Regions from separate parts of the Triticum aestivum genome. Here region 2 is linked to region 1. A link is a contact called in public Hi-C data. All regions are on one chromosome and are shown on one strand. The core of a region is the stretch at or near the end of the contact, and the rest is flanking DNA. Distances in the headings are between cores, read along the strand shown.

The links. Hi-C and Micro-C count contacts between places; a contact is called where the count stands out from the background.
Region 2: a Hi-C map of leaf shows a contact between it and region 1, with 6 times the contacts expected there. The contact joins the promoter of LOC123060242 here to the promoter of LOC123056764 in region 1. A contact is called at or near these places in 3 of 5 Hi-C or Micro-C datasets (all in leaf) and 1 of 1 datasets of contacts at active chromatin or transcription factors (leaf).

Annotation. Positions count from the first base shown.
Region 1 is chr3A:56,644,381-56,648,111 of IWGSC CS RefSeq v2.1, forward strand. LOC123056764 reads right to left here and starts at 2,480. Exons shown (of 12, transcript XM_044480041.1): 1 at 1,914-2,480; 2 at 1,495-1,593; 3 at 799-902. The coding sequence starts at 2,081. LOC123060240 (cysteine synthase) reads right to left here. Exons shown (of 10, transcript XM_044482845.1): 9 at 3,297-3,377; 10 at 2,809-3,178. The coding sequence ends at 3,086.
Region 2 is chr3A:56,813,952-56,817,415 of IWGSC CS RefSeq v2.1, forward strand. LOC123060242 (probable uridine nucleosidase 2) reads left to right here and starts at 2,015. Exons shown (of 7, transcript XM_044482847.1): 1 at 2,015-2,319; 2 at 2,455-2,570; 3 at 2,678-2,737; 4 at 2,882-3,172; 5 at 3,361-3,457. The coding sequence starts at 2,019. It overlaps LOC123060244 (a long non-coding RNA gene), which reads right to left and starts at 1,444. Exons shown (of 2, transcript XR_006427819.1): 1 at 1,324-1,444; 2 at 450-1,023.

The sequences.
Region 1 (3,731 bases), core at 1,230-3,729:
CCTCATTGCATACCGCAAGTATGCTCCCGCCAACGGGCTTCCGCCCACTCCCTTCCTGGGTGGCTGTCTCTAGTTCTGCAGCATTGCCTTGCCCCGCCTGTGTTTCACTTCTATTCCCACTTTTTCCCCTTCTCAGCTATCTGTTTCTCCCTCTGTCCTTCTGTTCCCCGCTGTTTTCACTGTTCTTTTATTTCCCCCCGCCGCCTCTGTCTGTGATCCACTGCTATGATCTCCCCAGCCTGCTATGCCTATGCTCTACTGCTATGATCTCCCCAGCCTGCTATGCCTATGCTCTACTGCTATGATCTCCCCAACCTCCTCTGCGTTTGCTCCACTGCCATGATATCCCCAACCTTCTCTAGCTTTATTCTACTGCTAGGATCTCCCCACCTGCTTATCTGCTTTTATCTACTATATAGAAGTGTAGAAGTAGAACTACTTCTCTCCCTAATTGGTGTTGACCTCTCTAATCTATTGTTCAAGACAGCTATTTATGGCCACCTTATGCCACCCAAGGAACAGTCAGGTAACATGATTGCCTAGTCCGCCATGAAAGCCATGGAGCCAATTACATCAAATGCTTTCAAATGAAGGCTGGTTTTAATGCTTCATATGTACTAGAAGATAACAAGGAAAGGATGTGGAGATTTAGCTACAACGGTTCCAATTTCAGTATAATGCATAGATGACCAAATCGAAGCTTGCTACAGCCTATTATTCAAGATAATAAAATGGAAAACAATCACGTTTCTAAACATAAGGTAGCATCGTATGGAAAACAGAAAAAAGGGATCAAACCTTCGAGCGGCTCTTAGTTTCCTCCTATACTCTGTTGTGCTACTTAAGGCATAGCACCCAAGAAGAAACTCCCAAACTTCTGCTCGAATAGAGGGATCCATGCCCTGCACATCAATAATAGAGGTAAATGGTTGCTTTAAGAGCAGAAAACCAATGTGTTCTGTGCTTAAATTATTAACAGTTGTAGGCAGTCCATTTGGTTATTTATGAAAAAAAATCCTACTACACAAAGATTAATAGCAGTGCATCACAGGAGTTGCTTTGAAGGAACATGATTCTTTTTCCCCATTGTTTACATCAAAGGACAGCACTAGCCCAAGAAAGTAATCTGATTCATTCATCTCATGGTGTAAATTTAACAATCAGCTAGAGTAATCAGATCGGCATTTAAGGGAAAATTACTACAATGAGCATAGTTAATCTAAATTTCTGATAAGGAGATGAATGGTGCATCTAATGTCAAATGAACTGTCTAAGGTGCGGTCAACGTATGAAGTAACTGATATTTCCTGGGTTCTGATACAGAATACAGCTTTAATATAATTTTCCTGGGGCATAATAAAGCATCGCAACACGATTTCTTATCATGCATTGAAGGTGATGCCTGAAGGCTCGTAAAAGGAATAACAGACATGTCTACAAGGAGATGAAAACTAAGTCTTTGAAGCACTAAAGGAATACTACGAGTCCACTCACCCCTAAGACAATGAACTTGAGGGCCTTACGGAAGCCGATGACCTTTCCGTCGGTGTCGAAACACGCGTTCCATTTCTCTGGCCTGAGCATTTTGCCCCCCTGTAGAATCGCAGATAGAGTTAGAAAGAAAGAATGCAAAACATGACTACATGAGTCGTGGCAAAAAAGCTGAATATGAATCAAGCTGCGCACAGCTGACAATGCCATAGAGACTCTGGTTCTGGTGCGGTAGCCGGTAGGTATCGATACAGAGTCTATGCAGTATGCTGTGTGCTTGCGCCGACTGCAAAGAAGAGTGCCTAAGCTATATTTAGAGGAGTGGCGATGCTTAGCATTGACAATGAGGATTGGTCATCCTGACGGCATTGGCGTACAGGCGACAGGGAGATGTGTAGTTGAAGGAGGAGGCGGAAGGGGACCTTGAGGTAGTAGGGGTCCGGGTTGAGGCCGCAGGGCTCGCGGACGAGGGAGCCGAAGCTGCGCTGCAGGTTGCCGCACATGATCCATGACTTGATGTAGTCCCCTCCCCCGCCCGCGCCTGAGACCGCCCCGCCGTTCCCGGTGCTGCGCCTGTGCGGCTGGGACATGGATCCTCCGCCCCCTTCCCCTCCTCCCCTCCTCTGTACGGCGGCGCGGCAGGGGCGAGGGGAATCCGGATCTCCGGCGCGCGCGAATCGCAAGAATCGCCGGCGGGGGATCCGAATCGCCGACCTTGCTGCCTGCTGGAGCAGAGTCGAGTCGAGTCGACGGCTCAGCTCCCCTCCGCCCCGCCCCGCTCCTGGCCTTAGGCAATGGATGGAGTAGGTAGGGTTCTCTCTGGGTCTCGTCGGCGAGTCAGGGATCCGCCGCCTGTGGCTGGCTTTCTTTTCCGGCTTGGTCTCCGTCCGTCGGTCTGGGGCTCTCGGCGCCGCGGTTGCTTGGCTCGAGGAGTCGTGGGTGGGAGAGGGGAGGGGAGGGGGGTGGAAGCAACGAACCAACCTAACTGCAACTGCTCATCATTCGTCTCCTCTCCTCTTCTCACTCGCTTCCTCGCTTTCCTACCTTGTCTACGTGCCAACGACCCAAGAAAATGAGTGCCACCAAGAACAAAAAATGGAAACTGAATTTCTCCATCACTTATTATTTTTTATTTTCCTATTAGTATTACTTTACTTTATTTATTATTAGTAATTCGTTTTATTTATTACGTATTACACTGCAAATTGAGAAAAAAAACACTGATATTATTATTTTTCCTTACTATTATGTCACCGAGCCTACAAACAAAACAATTAAATTACAAACAGCATCGAACCTCGAGATAACCCCAGCTCAGAAAAAACACCAAACACAAACATTTTCAAATTTCAATGTACACAGGCTGCCTGATTTCTGCTTTGAGCGAGTGAGTGAGCGTTGCTCATCCAAAAAAGAGATGTAATTGTTTCCTAACAACCATGCGTGTCATCATCATATCAATCAATACCAACAAAATGTGAGCGACGGGCGTAGGTCAACCGTTCGTTCGTTTCCATGCCGCCTTATTCTTATTCGGTTCGACGGAGAGGAAGACGGAGCAGAAAAGCTTCTTCGCCAAGCGTGGAAATGGTCCTCACGCTTCGGCCTCCATCTTCTCGCACTCTTCTCTGATGGACTGGAACAGGACTGATGACAGGTACCTCTCGCCGAAGCTCGGGAACACCACCTGTTTGTTGCGCACACAAAGCAAACAACAATGTCAGCGTCGATCGCCATTGGATGTTTTCAAGAGAAGAATTCTATGAGCTAGAATTATGTGTTGTTGTAAGATTAGCGGTATTTACCACTATCAGCTTCCCTGCGTTCTCTGGTCTCTGGGCAACCTTAATGGCAGCGGCCGCGGCTGCCCCAGATGAGATCCCGACCTGCACAACATACATTCGTATATAGGTTCAGGTTTGCTGATCTCTGATTCATAGACGACTGACGGGTGGGAGAAACAAAAAATGCAGGATCCTACTACTACTCGTACTTATTAACCACTGCATATGAGAAACAGAACAGCCAAACATATATGAACAGATGGTTCATGATTTTCGCAACAATGAGATTATGTGGTGGTCTCCTACACCCTGGCCCCACATGAGATTATGTGGATGCGATGCAACAAGAAAACAACATCAACAACTGTCCTTCTGAGGTACCACCTGCCCACCGGCTAACCTCCTCCTCCTCCTCATGCACAGTAGTACTGAAACTGTACCTCATGTACTCAGTTT
Region 2 (3,464 bases), core at 765-3,264, 170 kb after region 1:
GTAGATGATGGGAAAATATGAGCAAATCATATTGGTCTCGTCGATGTTCTTCATAGGAAGAAATCTTGACACTGTCAAATGAAACCAACAATGAGATCCTTTTGTGTAGCGCCACATACATAATATTTTTTATAAATGAACGACTCTCGTCATCAAGACAGAATGTGTCCGTAATAGATGAGAAGTAATAAGGTAAGAGGTAAAATATGTACTGGTAAATTCAAATAAGGTGAGAGGAGATAAAAGGACTATGAAAGATAATAATGTAGGAGTAACACACAAGCATGCGTGCTAAACCTCTAACATATTCATAGGAACAATTTTATAATTTATAACTACACAATGACATTGTAACATATAGCACAATGAGTCAATGACATAGCAGTTGCAACATTCGTTCTTTTTAACATATAACACAATGGCATTTTGACATAGTAAATTGAGCATTCTTGATTCTGTAACTCTTAGCACAATGAATTATTATCACATAGCAATTAAAGCATGCTTGTTTTCATAAATTACATAGCGAATAAAAACCAAGGCATGTGACTCTACCTATGCGAGCACCCGCGAGGCCTAACATACCACTTCTCCCCCTTTGACAACAAGTACCAAAAAGGGTGAAGGAAACTAATGAGACCCAAATGATCACTCCTCATCGATGTTGTCATCGTCGGGGACCCCCTGTGAGAAGATGTCGGTCTCAGTCGGGAAGCCAAACTCAGGGATCGGAGGAGCTAGAGGGATAGGATCATCATCGATAGGTCTCCCACCTCAGGCACGAAGACGAGCCTTATGCTGGTTGACCCTCGTTGTATGACATGACTCCATGATAGCAACATTTATTGCATTGACAGTGCAGACAGTGATGATGGCCTTCTGGGACTGAACAAGGAAGCTAGCAATGCGACCAAGGAGTTCCGCCATTGGCCTTGCCTTTCGGGAAGGAGCCATAGGTACATTACCCTTGGCCTTGTCCCTTTTCTCTTCATGTGGAGTCCAGAATTGATGAGCAACAGTATCCTGTACAGGAAAGGAAGGGCATCATCAATGAGAGGCAGCGAACGCTGTTTGTGCGGCCGAGGAGGCCATCGCAAGTGAGTTCCTGTGGAGAGGTCGCGCGCCTCCTATGCAGATGCACTTCTTTCCGCTGCAATTTCCGATGAATAACGAGGAGAATGACAAGATGCAACGCATGGTGGCTAGCGGCCATGAGTCTCCTATGATATGCTGATGGTTGATCGAGGCGGCGGGTTTCAGGCAACAGAGGTGTGATGCAGTCGGGAGGAGGTGGAGGGAAAAGGCATGGCGAGATCCACGTACCAGAGTTGAGGGGAGGTGGAGGAATGGCGCGGCGAGTTCCTTTGATGGCGCGCTGGTGGTGGGGAGAAGGGGAGCGGGTGAGATTTTCGTTGGATAGAAACGAAGCTGCCGAGGATAAGGCTTGTTCGCGCCGTGACAATCCCTGAGCGAATTAATTGAAAAAGTGACGTGACAGGAGCCCATGCATCAAGATTTGCGCATCCAATCTAGCGGCCCGCGACACGTTTGATCCCAAATGTTTAAAATCTGATGTCAGACTGTTAGCCTTTGAAGAACCAACCTATATGATTAGGTGAATAGTGATATTCCAGCTCTTCAGGGTTCAAGTTTTCTTGCTTGTATTTATCCTGAATTTATTTCAGAATTTTCGGTGATACGCGTTCAGTGAAAGAAGACGTTCTCGTCGATTACGAGGATGATATGCTGACCCAGTCTTTCCGAGATGCTCATCGGGGTAGGGTGTGCGTGTGTGCGTTCATATGGGTGAATGTATATGTGTATATATGAGCGTATATGTGTATACATGAATGTCTGTGTCTGTACTGATGTTAAAGAGAAAAAGACTGTTAGCATTTGAAAAAAAAATTACTTAGATTGTGCATGTCTGACGTGTACCCCTATTCTAAAAGAAGGTGTATGGTGCTCTAGAAACAGGGAAATGATGGTGACAAGGCTGCCCATCGGAACCATGGGTCATGGGTGGATCGATCTGGGCTGGCCGGCTGGGGCCCCGTGGATCTCCAACAGCCTTTCCTTTTGGGATATACTACTGCCCGGAGAGGTCGGCCGCGCCGCTTTCCCTCTCTCAAGTTGAGCCAGCCGCATCACTGCCTGTGAGCGAGACGTGTACACATCTCCATCTCCGTCTCCACCTCGCTCGATCCGCCTGCACAACCGGCGCTGCCCCGATCCCCAAGAATCCGATCCAGGGATCCATGTCCATGGCCGCCGTCACCAAGAAGAAGAAGGTCATCATCGACACCGACCCAGGGATCGGTCCGCATCCACCCATCCGTTCTTACGAATCTTGTTTTGTCGATCCCTCCTCTTGTTTTTCTCGATTTATTATCATCATATCCCCCTCCTTATGAATCTTGCATTGCGAATTCGCCGGGGATGGACGAACCGCAGATGACGCCATGGCCATCTTCGTGGCGCTCAGGTCGCCGGAGCTGGAGGTGGTGGGACTCACCACCATCTTCGGCAACGTCTACACCGCCCTCGCCACCCGCAACGCGCTGCACCTCGTCGGTCCACCCCACCCCACTCCACTCCCTCGCTCGCATTTTGACTTTCAGCTTTCATGAGTGGATCTTTCTGATGCTAATCGAGTCCATCTCTAGCTTGATTTCAGCTGGAGACCGCTGGGAGGACCGACATCCCCGTCGCAGAGGGATCCCATGTAACAATCAAGGTACCCTTAGTTCATCAGATTATGTATGAAATGTATGTGCGTGTACAGCATCTCATTCAGTTAATTGCTGACATCTCCATCAGTCAAGAAGTCCCTGTTAACTGAAACTGAATGTCTGTGTGCTCCACCGTGAATAAAATTCAGAAAGCCACCAAGCTACGGATTGCTAGCTTCGTCCACGGTTCCGATGGCCTCGGCAACCAGAACTTCCCTCCGCCGGCCGGCAAGGCGCTGGACCAGTCCGCCGCCGCCTTCCTTGTCGAGCAGGCGAATCTCTACCCCGGACAGGTCACCGTCGTCGCCCTCGGACCCCTCACCAACCTTGCGCTGGCTGTCGAGCTTGACCCCTCTTTCCCAAAGAAGATTGGGCAGATTATTATCCTGGGTGGCGCATATTCAGTTAATGGAAATGTCAACCCTGCAGCTGAGGCAAATGTGAGTTAGTCCTATCAGATTCTTGTTAGATGATGTTGTCCTGTCACGTTTCCCTTCAAATTCAGAGAACAACACACTTTATGTCACCAGCTTCTTCTTTCAGAGCATTGATTTACAAATTGCAAGCTGCAATTCCAACAATTCATCATCTTGCCTTCACTGGTTAATTGGTTATCTCGATTAAACAGATATTTGGCGATCCTGATGCGGCTGATATAGTTTTTACCTGCGGTGCGGATATTTTGGCCATCGGAATTAACATTACGCACCAAGTACTCCTTTCTGGTAATTC